Regions from separate parts of the Pan troglodytes genome. Here region 1 is linked to region 2. The links are chromatin contacts, called in public HiChIP or PLAC-seq maps. All regions are on one chromosome and are shown on one strand. Each heading gives the region's core, a stretch centred on a gene start, on an enhancer-like site or on the middle of the called end of the contact. The rest is flanking DNA. Distances are from core to core; before and after follow the strand shown. Region 1 holds the start of RTRAF (RNA transcription, translation and transport factor). Region 2 holds the start of FRMD6 (FERM domain containing 6).

The links. HiChIP or PLAC-seq counts read pairs in DNA pulled down with a chosen protein or histone mark.
Region 1: an H3K4me3 HiChIP or PLAC-seq map of stem cell-derived excitatory neurons shows a contact between it and region 2, with 8 times the contacts expected there. The contact joins the promoter of RTRAF here to the promoter of FRMD6 in region 2. A contact is called at or near these places in 1 of 7 Hi-C or Micro-C datasets (stem cell-derived neural progenitor cells) and 1 of 1 datasets of contacts at active chromatin or transcription factors (stem cell-derived excitatory neurons).

The regions. Positions count from the first base shown.
Region 1 is chr15:49,997,448-50,003,185 of NHGRI_mPanTro3-v2.0_pri, forward strand. RTRAF (RNA transcription, translation and transport factor) reads left to right here and starts at 2,506. Exons shown (of 8, transcript NM_001246406.1): 1 at 2,506-2,689; 2 at 4,306-4,430. The coding sequence starts at 2,629.
Region 2 is chr15:49,664,461-49,669,905 of NHGRI_mPanTro3-v2.0_pri, forward strand. It overlaps FRMD6 (FERM domain containing 6), which reads left to right and starts at 2,399. Exons shown (of 14, transcript XM_001157785.7): 1 at 2,399-2,557.

The DNA of each region.
Region 1 (5,738 bases), core at 1,256-3,755, 330 kb after region 2:
GGAACAGACAACCAAATACCACAGGTTCTCACTTATAAGTGGGAGCTAAACACTCGGTACTTATGAAAACACACACACAAAAAAGTTGGTTTCCTTTTCTTGAAGTATACAGAGGGCTTGGTCTTCAGAAATGGAATTATGTAAGATTCACTTACTGTTGGACACTCCATTCAGAATAGGTCAAAGAACTCCTTCAAATTCAGAGAAAAAAAAAGATAACTGGGTTTTAACATAAAAAATGGATTAATATTTATTTTATACTTCTTTCCCAAAGTTTGCTTTATCCCCTGCTCAAGTATCCCCTGATACTTTAGCATTCTGCATCATCTGAATCTTCCTCCAACCTCCCCACTCCTGGTGGTGGCCAGGGCTGATGACTAGGGACAGTCTTAAGTTGCTGACAATGGGGACCCTGAAGTGGAAAGACTAGGCCAGGAGCAAACAACTTCATTTTCTGCCTTGAAAGGTCAATTTCAGAAAACAAATGGTAAGAGATGTTTTTCCTTATTTTTTTAAAGAAATTCATGGTCTGCAATTGTATTTTTCCCCCTTTTTAATTTATTATTTATATGTAAGTACTTATTATTTTCCCTTCCATGATTGGTTCATTCTTTCATTTTTTGGTTAGTATTTCATTAATTATACAACTAGCATGCACTACAATATGAGATTATAGCCATATCTTTGATCAAATTTTGTTGGAAATGAGACACTCTCGAACTGATTTTCTTGATTCACTCTATAAGCACCTTAATTGAAAAATACAGATTATCTTACAGTGCCCCCTTAAAACTAAAGCTGTATTCTAGCCTCTGTACTTCTTTTTATTATTATTATTTTTGAGATGGGGTCTTACATGTTGCCCAGGTTGGTGTGATCATGGCTCACTGCAGCCTCAACCTTGCAGGCTCAAGTGATCCTCCCACCTCAGCCTCCTGAGTAGCTGGGTCCACAGGCACACACGAGCATTCCAGGCTAATTTTTCTTTCTTTCTTTTTTTTTTTTTAGTTTTCATAGAGACAAAGTCTCACTATGTTGCCTAGGCTGGTCTCAAACTCCTGGGCTTGAACTACCCTCCCACCTCAGCCTCCCAAAGTGCTGGGACTACAGGCATGAGCCTCTGCACCTGGCCTGTACTTCTTTGTAGTACATTTTATATTTCTTGTAATTCACTTACTCTTTCTAACTCCAGATTATAAGTATTTATTTACACATCTATATTTGTCATTATACTTAAGCTTCCTGAAAATAGACTATAGTTTACTCATTTGTATGCTCCTCAGATCCTAAGTGTTTAATTAAAATCTTAATTAATGAAATGAAATGAAACATACATAGTTGGCTTACCCCCAAGAATTTCAATAGCTTCCCTTAGCTTGCCATGAGAGGCTTTTCCTTATCAGACTCCTGCCTTTGTCTATAGTCTTATCCGCTGTCATTCCCTCTCACCCTCCAGCCCCTATAAGCTCTAGTCCCTCTGGGCCATGCTGTTGCTCATTTCTTGCCTTTATACATCCTCTTCCCTCAAACTAGGTTACCCTTTTGACTGCATGGTGAATGCCTCACCATCTTCAAGCCTTAGTTTATACTTATCTGTTTATTGTTTCCCTCATTAGCCTTTTAAACTCCATGAAAATAGGGGCCTGGTCTGTCTTGTTCACTGCTCTCTCTCCACTGTCTGAAAAGCAAGTAGAGACTGGATCAGGAAAGATCTTAAATACAATAAGGAGTTTTGATTATTTCTAGGGGGTAACCAGGAACCACTAAAACATAAGCAGAGAAAGTTATGTACAGGTTTTTGCTTTAGAAAAATCTCTCTCATCGCTGTATGGAGGAATGGTTTGGAGAAGGCAGGACTGGCCCTAAGAAATCAATCAGATAATTAGAGTAAGCAAAAGTGATGAGGATCTGATCTGTGGCTGTATCAGTGGGGTCCGAAAGGAGGTGAGGGATTTGAGAGTTAGGAGAGACAGAATGGCAGGAATTGGTGACCTACTGGATGCTGTGACCGAGGGTGAGGGGGAGTGAGGGACGATCTCGGCTTCAGATTTCACTCTGGCTGAGGATATCTGGAACGATCGCATCGTATTAACAATTGTATGTTTACCTGTGGATCACTCCCAACTAGTCTGAAAGCATCTTACTATAGGGACCTTGCTTTGTAGTCTTTGTATTACCAGTGTTAGAAGAGCACCTGTTATGTAGGAGGAGTAATAAAATGAATGAATGCACTCAAAACACTAAACAGTAATTCTGTAATCCAACGGGAGGTACAGCGAATACCAAAAGCCTACATATACTATTCTCTGCATGCTATAGCAAGAAAGAAAGGAAAGTGGCTTCCCAGTGGTTTTCTGCCTATTGTACAACCAGGAAGCTGACAATAAAGTTTATTTGAGCGTCGACGTGCGCCGACGTGGCCCCGCCTCCCCAGCCGGAGCCGCGATTGGTGGGCATTTGCCGGCGGCCACCGCTTTTAAGCCACGATTGGGGAAGGCCGCCGTCATTTCGGAGCGTCTCAGCGCCTGCCCGCCCTCTCGCCGCGTCGCCGGTGCCTGCGCCTCCCGCTCCACCTCGCTTCTTCTCTCCCGGCCGAGGCCCGGGGGACCAGAGCGAGAAGCGGGGACCATGTTCCGACGCAAGTTGACGGCTCTCGACTACCACAACCCCGCCGGCTTCAACTGCAAAGGTGAGGCGGCGGCCTCGGCCCGGCCGCGTGTCCCTGACCTGGGCGGAGGTCCCAGCCTCAGTGCCCGCACCCCACCTCCCCGCCGGGACCCTCGGCGGCCTGGTTTCCGCCGGCAGCCTCCGGGCCCCTCTCCTCTGGGTCGCCACGTACCTCGGCTCTTCGCCGCCCCTTCCCGCCTTTAAAGCCCTCTCACCTACTCCTGTCTCGGCATGTTACTTTCTGCACTTGCTTAACTCCAAGCACCACGTAACTACCTTCTCTGTACATAAAAGGGAGAGCATTCGTCTTTCTCACTCACTATTCAACTCCATGGTTCCCTGGGTAATTAGGCGATACCTTGAGCACCTGCTAATTATGGGCCAGCGCGGTGCTGGATTCTGAGGAAGGTGCTGAGTAACTTGAAGACTAGTTCACTGCCTGCCAGGAGCTAAAGGGACGAGGGGTGGAAGCAATCAGAACCCACTGAGCAGTTTGAGACAGTACACAATGAAATCAGGACCGATCACAGTGGGAGGGTAAGCGCGTGTAGTAACGGGCTAGTTGTGTTATGTGGTGTTGCAAAAAAGTTAATAGCAGATGAGTGGGAGGGTTGAATTGTGAATACAAAGGTATTTGGGATTTTACAGCATTAGAATTTTAAAAAGTAATAACGTTGCTACTCACTGTAACTAAACTGCTACCCACCACTACTCGTTTCCTTTGTATAGTTGTGGCCTGTGATAGACTGGTAAGTTTGAAAGTGATCAAGTATAATTTGTGATACTCAGACCACTGTGTAATTCTCAAGACCCTATAATGGAAGCTTGAATTTGACTCACAAATTGAAAATAATTTTTAAGCAGGATGACAGTGTTTTGTTGATCGCCTGTAGAAGCATATCAAATTATAATCTATTGTTTTTCTACTTTAACAAAAAAGTATCAGTGACAATAGAGCCTTGTTCTGGATTGGAATCTTTGAGTCTCAATGTTCTTATCTGTAAAATGGGATATTACCTACCTCAAAAGAGGTATGGGGAGGATTAAACGAAACAATTATGCACTTAATGTGCAGTTAACATTCCATGACAACAGTTGTCACAGTGTCTTTTTTGTCATTTAATTTCTTTTACTTATTATTTTGTTATATATTTTACTTTATTACTTTGCTATAAATTTAACCTTGCCCTCCTTCCCCTTTCTGTCCGCAAAGGAACTGGAATATTAATATGTAACACTTAAATAGCAAAACTATGTGCCAGGCAGTGTTTTTATCCGTATTTATTTTATTTAAGAAACTTCTTAAATAAAACAACTTCTTTTAATCTTCATAACTCTATGAGGTAAGTTCTATTAGCACCCTCATTTTGTAGCTGAAGAATCTGAGGCACAGAAAATGTGGGTGATTATCCCAAGTTCACACAACCAGTAAGTATCTGGACCCAGGATTTGAACAGATCATTGTTAATCTGTACTTTCAACTCCAGAATCTGTACTTTCAACTCCCTCTTTTGGTTCAATTAACTTAGTATTTTGAAGTTAAGAAAATTCCACAAGAACATATATCTGAACATATACCTGAGAAGGAGGTATTTTATGTAGTGCTTCTAGTTATTTATGTGATATTTTTTATTGCAGATGAAACAGAATTTAGAAACTTCATCGTTTGGCTTGAAGACCAGAAAATCAGACACTACAAGATTGAAGACAGAGGGAATTTAAGAAACATCCACAGCAGCGACTGGCCCAAGTTCTTTGAAAAGGTAATGAATTAGGAAGTAAAGTAAAAATACAGAGAGTTTGTCTGAAAAATCATGAAGATGAGCTTAAAATTACTTTCTTCTTTTAAGAAAAAAATGATAATGATCAGTGTTAGGAAAGCTGGATTTCAGGGATTTTGCTTTTTTCTTAGATGTGTCTTTTGCTTTTAGAGCAAATTATTTTATGTCTTCCTACCAAGCTTTCAGTATTAGGTAGAAATAGTTTTCTCTAGAAACATGAAGTTTCTTAAATAAATAATGATGTAAACATTTCGCTTTCCCTTTATGGCCCAAATCAGAATTTTTGTTAAACACAGTGCTATTTCTTATATTAAAAGAAGACATTGGCCAGGTGTGATGGCTAACACCTATAATGCCAGCACTTTGGGAGGCTGAGGTGGCAGATCATTTGAGCCCAGGAGTTCTGACAGCAGCCTGGGCAACATGATGAAACCCTGTCTCTACAAGAAAATAGAAAGTTATCTGGGTGTGCTGGCATGCGTCTGTAGTGTCAGCTAATTGGGAGGCTGAGGTTCTCCAGCCTGGGCGACAGAGTGACACCTTGTCTCAAAAAAAGACATTATTGAGATGCTTGAAAACTAAGACTGTCGTGTTTATGCTTATATTTAATGTAAACAGATATCCCTTGTTGTATGCTAGGGAAATAGTCCTTAAATGATCTCTGGTATGTCATATTTTTGTGCCTTGAATCATTTTCCCATTGATTTAGTTTTAGTAACACTTTTGCATAAAAAAGAATTCTCAGATTAGAATAAAAATCCTTTTAGTGTCATTTCTTACATTAAACATTTTTATCAGTTATATTTGATGAGTGAGATATTTTTCTTGAAAAAGGCTAAGTTTTTCATTTGCGAGAGCAGTGTGATTAGGTACTTTCTCCCTAGAATCAGTGATTTTATAAATTAGGGATTGTATAAATTACATCATTGTTATTAACCTTTCCGTGTCTCAATTTTTTCATCAATAAGTGAGGGTAACAATGATACCTATCTCATAAGTGTGGCTTTGTTTTTAATGAGTAATTGTTCACAGAAGTCCCTGGCGCATAGCAAGTGTGATAAGCTTATTACTGCCAATGCCTCTATACTACTACTATTAATACTACTGTATTCTTTTCCTTTGCTCTTAGAAAATATTTTTAAAATTTTCAGTGGACTTCTTAAAACTTTGAAATATATTTTTAGGATTTTATGTTTGTTTATATTACATTTTATGGTCTATTCATGTGTACAAGACAATACAGAATTCTGCATGTAGAAAGGCATCTGGAGAATATAAAAAATTGTCTAG
Region 2 (5,445 bases), core at 1,149-3,648:
TACTAGATTATGTATTACTTCCCCAATCAGTCCTTTCAGAATTTGATGATGTTACAGGAGTTCATATAACTGATTTTAAGAGTTTAAAATACTTAGTTTGCAAAATATTTTAACTAAGAGTCTCTGTTTAATGTGGTATTTATACTGTTAATATTATCACTATGATTCAGAAAATATTCACATAGTGAATTTTCCTACAATATAATTCTGGACAATAAGCCCACTCTTAAACACACTTTTTTTTTTTTAAACTGTTCAAAATATTTTGCTTTTTGTTTTACCTAATTATATTTGCAGCAATGTTTCACAGCCTACCAATATGTTGTTGTTTATCTGTTAGATTTTGATTCATGAAACCTGAAAATAAATCAGATTTAGGAACTGTTTTCCAAGATAGTGATATATTATTCATTTATCTAATTTATCTTTACACATGAAATGCCGGATTATCTCAGTAGGTACCAAATTAATTTAAGACCTTACCAAGTAGTATTCAATATGCACTCATTCTGATGCATATAAAAGACAAAAATGAGAAAAAAAGTGCAATCCTCTACCTTTAAATGCCTACACTGTCCTCAACTATTGTTGTCCAATTTTTAATTTTAGTACATTAAGTACAGCTACATTTTTTTTTTCTTTTTCAGACAGGGTCTCACTCTGTCACCCAGGCTGGAGTCCCGTGGTGTAATCATAATTCACTGTGGCCTCAACCTCCTAGGCCCAAGCCATCCTCCCACCTCAGCCTCCTGAGTAGCTGGGGCTACAGGCATGGGCCACCATGCCCGGAAAATTTATTTATTTTTTATTTTTAGTAGAAACAAGGTCTGGCTATGATGCCCAGGCTGTCTTGAACTCCCGGCCTCAAACGATCCTGTCACCTCGGCCTCCCAAAGTGCTGGAGTACCGCTAATTTAAAAGGCAGTCATTGAAACATATTTCTTGTTCTCTTTTGCATCATGGAGTTATGACTTTAAATCATAAGTACAGTATCCTTAGAAACTGACCAGCTTTATCAGAAATAAGTTCTGAATGTATTGTCAATTGTGAAAAGACAAAAGATCACAGTTCCTAATATTCAGTTCTAATGGCATGGTTCCCCAAAATGTAAAAGCTGTGACTGAGACAATTATTTCAAGAGAGCTTCAGCTGTAAATAAACACAAAACTGAATTCCTTTGCCATGCAAACAAGAGGCACACTTTCAACCAGTAACAGCTGGCTTCATATATTCATCTTTGGATGAAAAGAGCAGGGCAGTTTTAAAAGTTGACTTCTGAGAGCATCAGATTTTGGATAGTGTCCTTTCTCAGGTCCTGTTTCCTTGTCTCCTCATCCCATTTTAAAAGCCAGACACATAAACCCCGGCACTCCTTTAGCGAAGGGCTCAGTGAGGGCGTTTTTGCCACCCGTGGCCAGGGGTCATTGGGTCAGCAAAGTCAGAGGAAACCTAGAAAGGCAGAAGCCCAGGAGGTTGACGCCCTGCGGGTCCAGGGGCCAGGTGCTGGGTGTCTCTCCTTTCGTGTGCGGTTCCCAGCAGCAGGTCCTGGTGGGCGCAGACTGACCGGAGAGGTGTGGCTCGCCCCCTCCCCAGACCCCGAGGTGGCAATGAAACCTCCATCTCCTGGCTTGATTCCTTGTGCTATAAAAAATCTTCCACTGGCCCTTTGCATCTCTCGCCCTCCATCCCCCAAAGCCACTATCGGGAGGGGACAAAAATAATTTCTGAGGGGCCACGGGCACTAAAACCACAGCAGACAGAGGCTGTGTCTACCTGACGAACTGGAGAGGTAGAGTTAGCGGGGGAGGCTGGGCATCCTCGGCGGCGCCCCCTCCATCCAGCGTGAAACCCACGAGGCGCGGCGTCTCGAGTGGCGGGCGGGCAGGGGGCTGCAGGATTCACGAAGCCTCCTCCGCCGGGGACCGCCTCCTCTCGGAGTGGCCTCCCCTCCGGCGTTCCGCTTTAGTAAGACGACACTCAGGCCAAACAGCCGCCCCCGGCCAGCCCGACTAGGCTCTGGAGGGAGCGCCCCGAGGGAGTCCAGCCGGAGGCGGAGAAGGCCACTCGGCCAGAAGGTGGGGAGCCGCCGGCGTCCCCTGGCACCTCCGTCTCCACAGCAGGGGGAAAGGCCCTGATCGCCGTGGTCCACACCACCGCGTCCACCTGAGGCTCGCCTCGCTTCCTGGGTCCCTAGAGGGGTGGCGTACTCCGCTTTCTCCTGCCCCCAAGTGGCCGCACCCCTCCGCGGGACTCTTGGTTGGGTCCAGGGCGGGGCGGGCGGGCGCTCCCCGTACTGCCGCGAGCTCAGCGCGCAGCTCCCGCGGCTCGGCTGCCGCCGCGGCCAGTTGGGGCGGGTCGGGGGCGGGGTCTCAGGGGGCGGGGATTCGGGGGGCGGGTCGGGTCGGGAGGCGTGGGTGGGGGGCGGGGCGGACGCGGAGCGCTCCTCTGGCTGGCGGGGCCAAGGGGCTGAGAGGAGTGGGGCAGGCTCGGCGCCGGTAGGAAGACTCAGAGGGCTGACCAGAGAGCCCAACGCCTGGTGCTCAAGACTTTCTCCGAGGTATGAACAAGAACCAGGCGTCTGGGCCCTTTCCGCTCGCCCCATCGCTCAGCCGCCGCGCCCCGGACGCCCGCTGTGCCCCCTGCCGGCGGGGCGGCGGCGGGACTGGGTTTCGGGAGGGTTTCTGGAAGTCGCGAGTCCCAGCGAAGGCAGTGCGCCGCTCTCCGCCTCTTTCTTCGCCTTCTTCTCGCTCCCTTAGCTCTGGGTGTCGGGCGCCGGCGGTAAGGTCGCTTCTCCGTGAGTCGGAGCTCGCCCACTCTGGGACGGGCGGACGAGGCCCTAGGGCAGCTGAGCCCGGCAGCGGGGGAGGCGTGGAGCTCGGGGCGGCTTCAGCGGCGGGGGCGGGAGGCTGGTCCTGGCTGCAGACTGCGCGCCTGGGCTCCGTGCGCGGTGCCTGGTTCTCTGCATCGCGGAGGTCCCCGGATCACAGGGCTCCCTGGCGGGCCCCGGCACCCAGGTCTGTGTCGCTGTGGCTGGGCGCCGGGACTAGCACTCGAGTCCCGCGCTCCCGGGCGCTGCGCCGTGCCGCCTGTTGTGCGCGCGCAGAGGCCGGACAGCCCGGCTGCGGGAAGGGACCCGAGCGCAGGGTCTGCTCCGCGTCCCGGAAAGTGCCTAGTCTGCGGAGCCGGAGGTTGAGCTGGGGCAGATCGGCGCCAGACGGGGGCCTGGGTGAGATACGAGTTGGGGGTGCGGCCTGCAGAATTTGGGTTTCTGGAGGAGCTTGCGGCGCGCTGACGGAGCCCCAGGCGAACAGGAGCACCGGATTCGGCTCCGGGAGGGCCAGGCACTGTCAGGTATGGACAGCTGCGGTCCACCCGTGTAAGTGTAAAGTCTACAGAGATTAAAACAACACCGCGAGTCCTGGGACAGCATAACCTAATGGTGCGGGCGTTTTCTTAAAGGCACGAATAGATGGGAAAATGTCAAAATAAGCATATTTTAAAGTTGAAAGCTGGCAGATTTTCAGGCCGTGTAGTTGTGTAGCTAGTGTCCAAAGAAATATTAGCTCGTTTTCCCCCTTAACACCTTTTCATTTTAATTTTTTTAAGCAAAATCTGTTTTGCCAGTATTTCCCTCAGGAGCTGTGCATTGCTCACAGCAGGGAAGGAAAACTTCAGCAAGCGTTCTCAGGTTGCTTCTGACTTCCAGCCTGTGCTCTCCAGCATTTCTGAATGTGGAGAAAAAGTATCTCTTGCTGGATTTTCCGAGTATGATTCCCTTCTGTTCTTCTCTGGGACCGGGCAATGTTTATTTATTGGTTTTATAAGCATCTATTTAAATTTAGTTTTTGCACGAAATACTCCCTCTTGCCACAGGGTGTAGTTTGGGGTTTACAAAATGCTGTTGGAGAAAGCTGCTAGTGGCTTCATTTTCCAAGAATGTAAGTCATTTCCTTTCTGTGATTTCAGGGAGTTGATATTTCACAGCATCAAAACTTTGTGGGGAAAATTTTCCGTAATACATCTGTCATTAAAAAGGCTTGTGACTTTTGGGTTTCCTTCTTAGAGCAGTGCATGAATTTAGGTTCAGCAGTGTTAAAGGGTGAGAAGTTTTTTTTTTAGAATTTAGAGCATTATGAGACTATTGTAGAAATTTTAACAACCAGGACCTACAGGATGGAGAGTGGGGGAGGGGCGAAGACCAGAAGAGAGGCAGGAAAACAGATGCCTTTGCTGATGTCCTTTGTAGTATAAAACTTAACAGCACCACAGCACCTAATCATTTTCTCAGGTGTGGCTTTGAGAAATAAACGTTTTATGTTAAAAATGAAAATACTTCACAATATGAGACAGCTGGCATTTGAATACTTTTCCCAGTATGTTTGTAAACATTTTGGATTCATATTTCATATTAAAATGGACATTTAGTAGGATTATTAGATGAAAAGGGTCCCCCAGGGGATATCTCATATCAAATTATCTGCAGGACATCTTCTCCAGAAAGCAGACTGACTGTAATATGAACTAATTTTCCCCCCTTTGAGTTGCTTGCAAGAATCTCTGAGATCTGACACTGATGGGCTACAGTAATCAGCAGTTCTTGCAGTACTCAAGACATTTTAAGGGGCAGGAAATCTTTCCTATTTCCAGTATCTCCTTTTTGGGGGCAACAAGGGTAAGCTGCTAGTTTTAAGTACATAATTTGAACTTAGAGATTTAAGATGCTCCTGGCTGTACAGGAAAACGCCTGAAAACAGCATGGGCCTGGATGAAGACGCTGCTTTTGAAAGCAAAATGCCAGTGTGCTAGGTAGCGGTTTTTAGTTACAAATTCTTTAAAAAAATTGTTACTGAACTAGGTTAGCTGAATTGGGGGGGGGGGGGGTCTTTTTGTAGTTTTTGGATTTTGTTTCCACATTTAACTATACTTATAAAGCTTTTGGCTTTCTGAACTTATGATGTAATAGACTGCGTAGCCTTTTGTGGCAGATGCTTGGAATGAAAGTTTCAAACATAATTGTTTTTGACTGAGCTGTCAGGTTCAGAGTTGAGTGTAAATGAGTCCTGTCTCACAACTAACTTTTTTGATAAAGGAATTCTTTGTAGTTTTCGATTTGGATGTTGCACATTTTGATTTCTAAAGTTGTGGGGTTTTTTTTTTTTTTAAGAAAAATAAAACCTGCAAACAATTATTTTATTACATGAAAGCCAGTACCAAGAAAAGATTAATTCAGTCCAGATGTAAAAATGTATGTGAATTTTAGATTTGGATGATCTCAACAAGTTTTCCCTTTTGTGGATGGGACTGCCTGGATCCCAGATGGCATTCACAAATTATCCCTTAGGTAGTTTTCTGAGTTGAGAATGAAATTTCTTGGGCTTTCCCTAAAATCATTTTAATATTAAGTCTTCTAAAGGATAGAAAGTTTTTTGCATTTGTACATTTTTG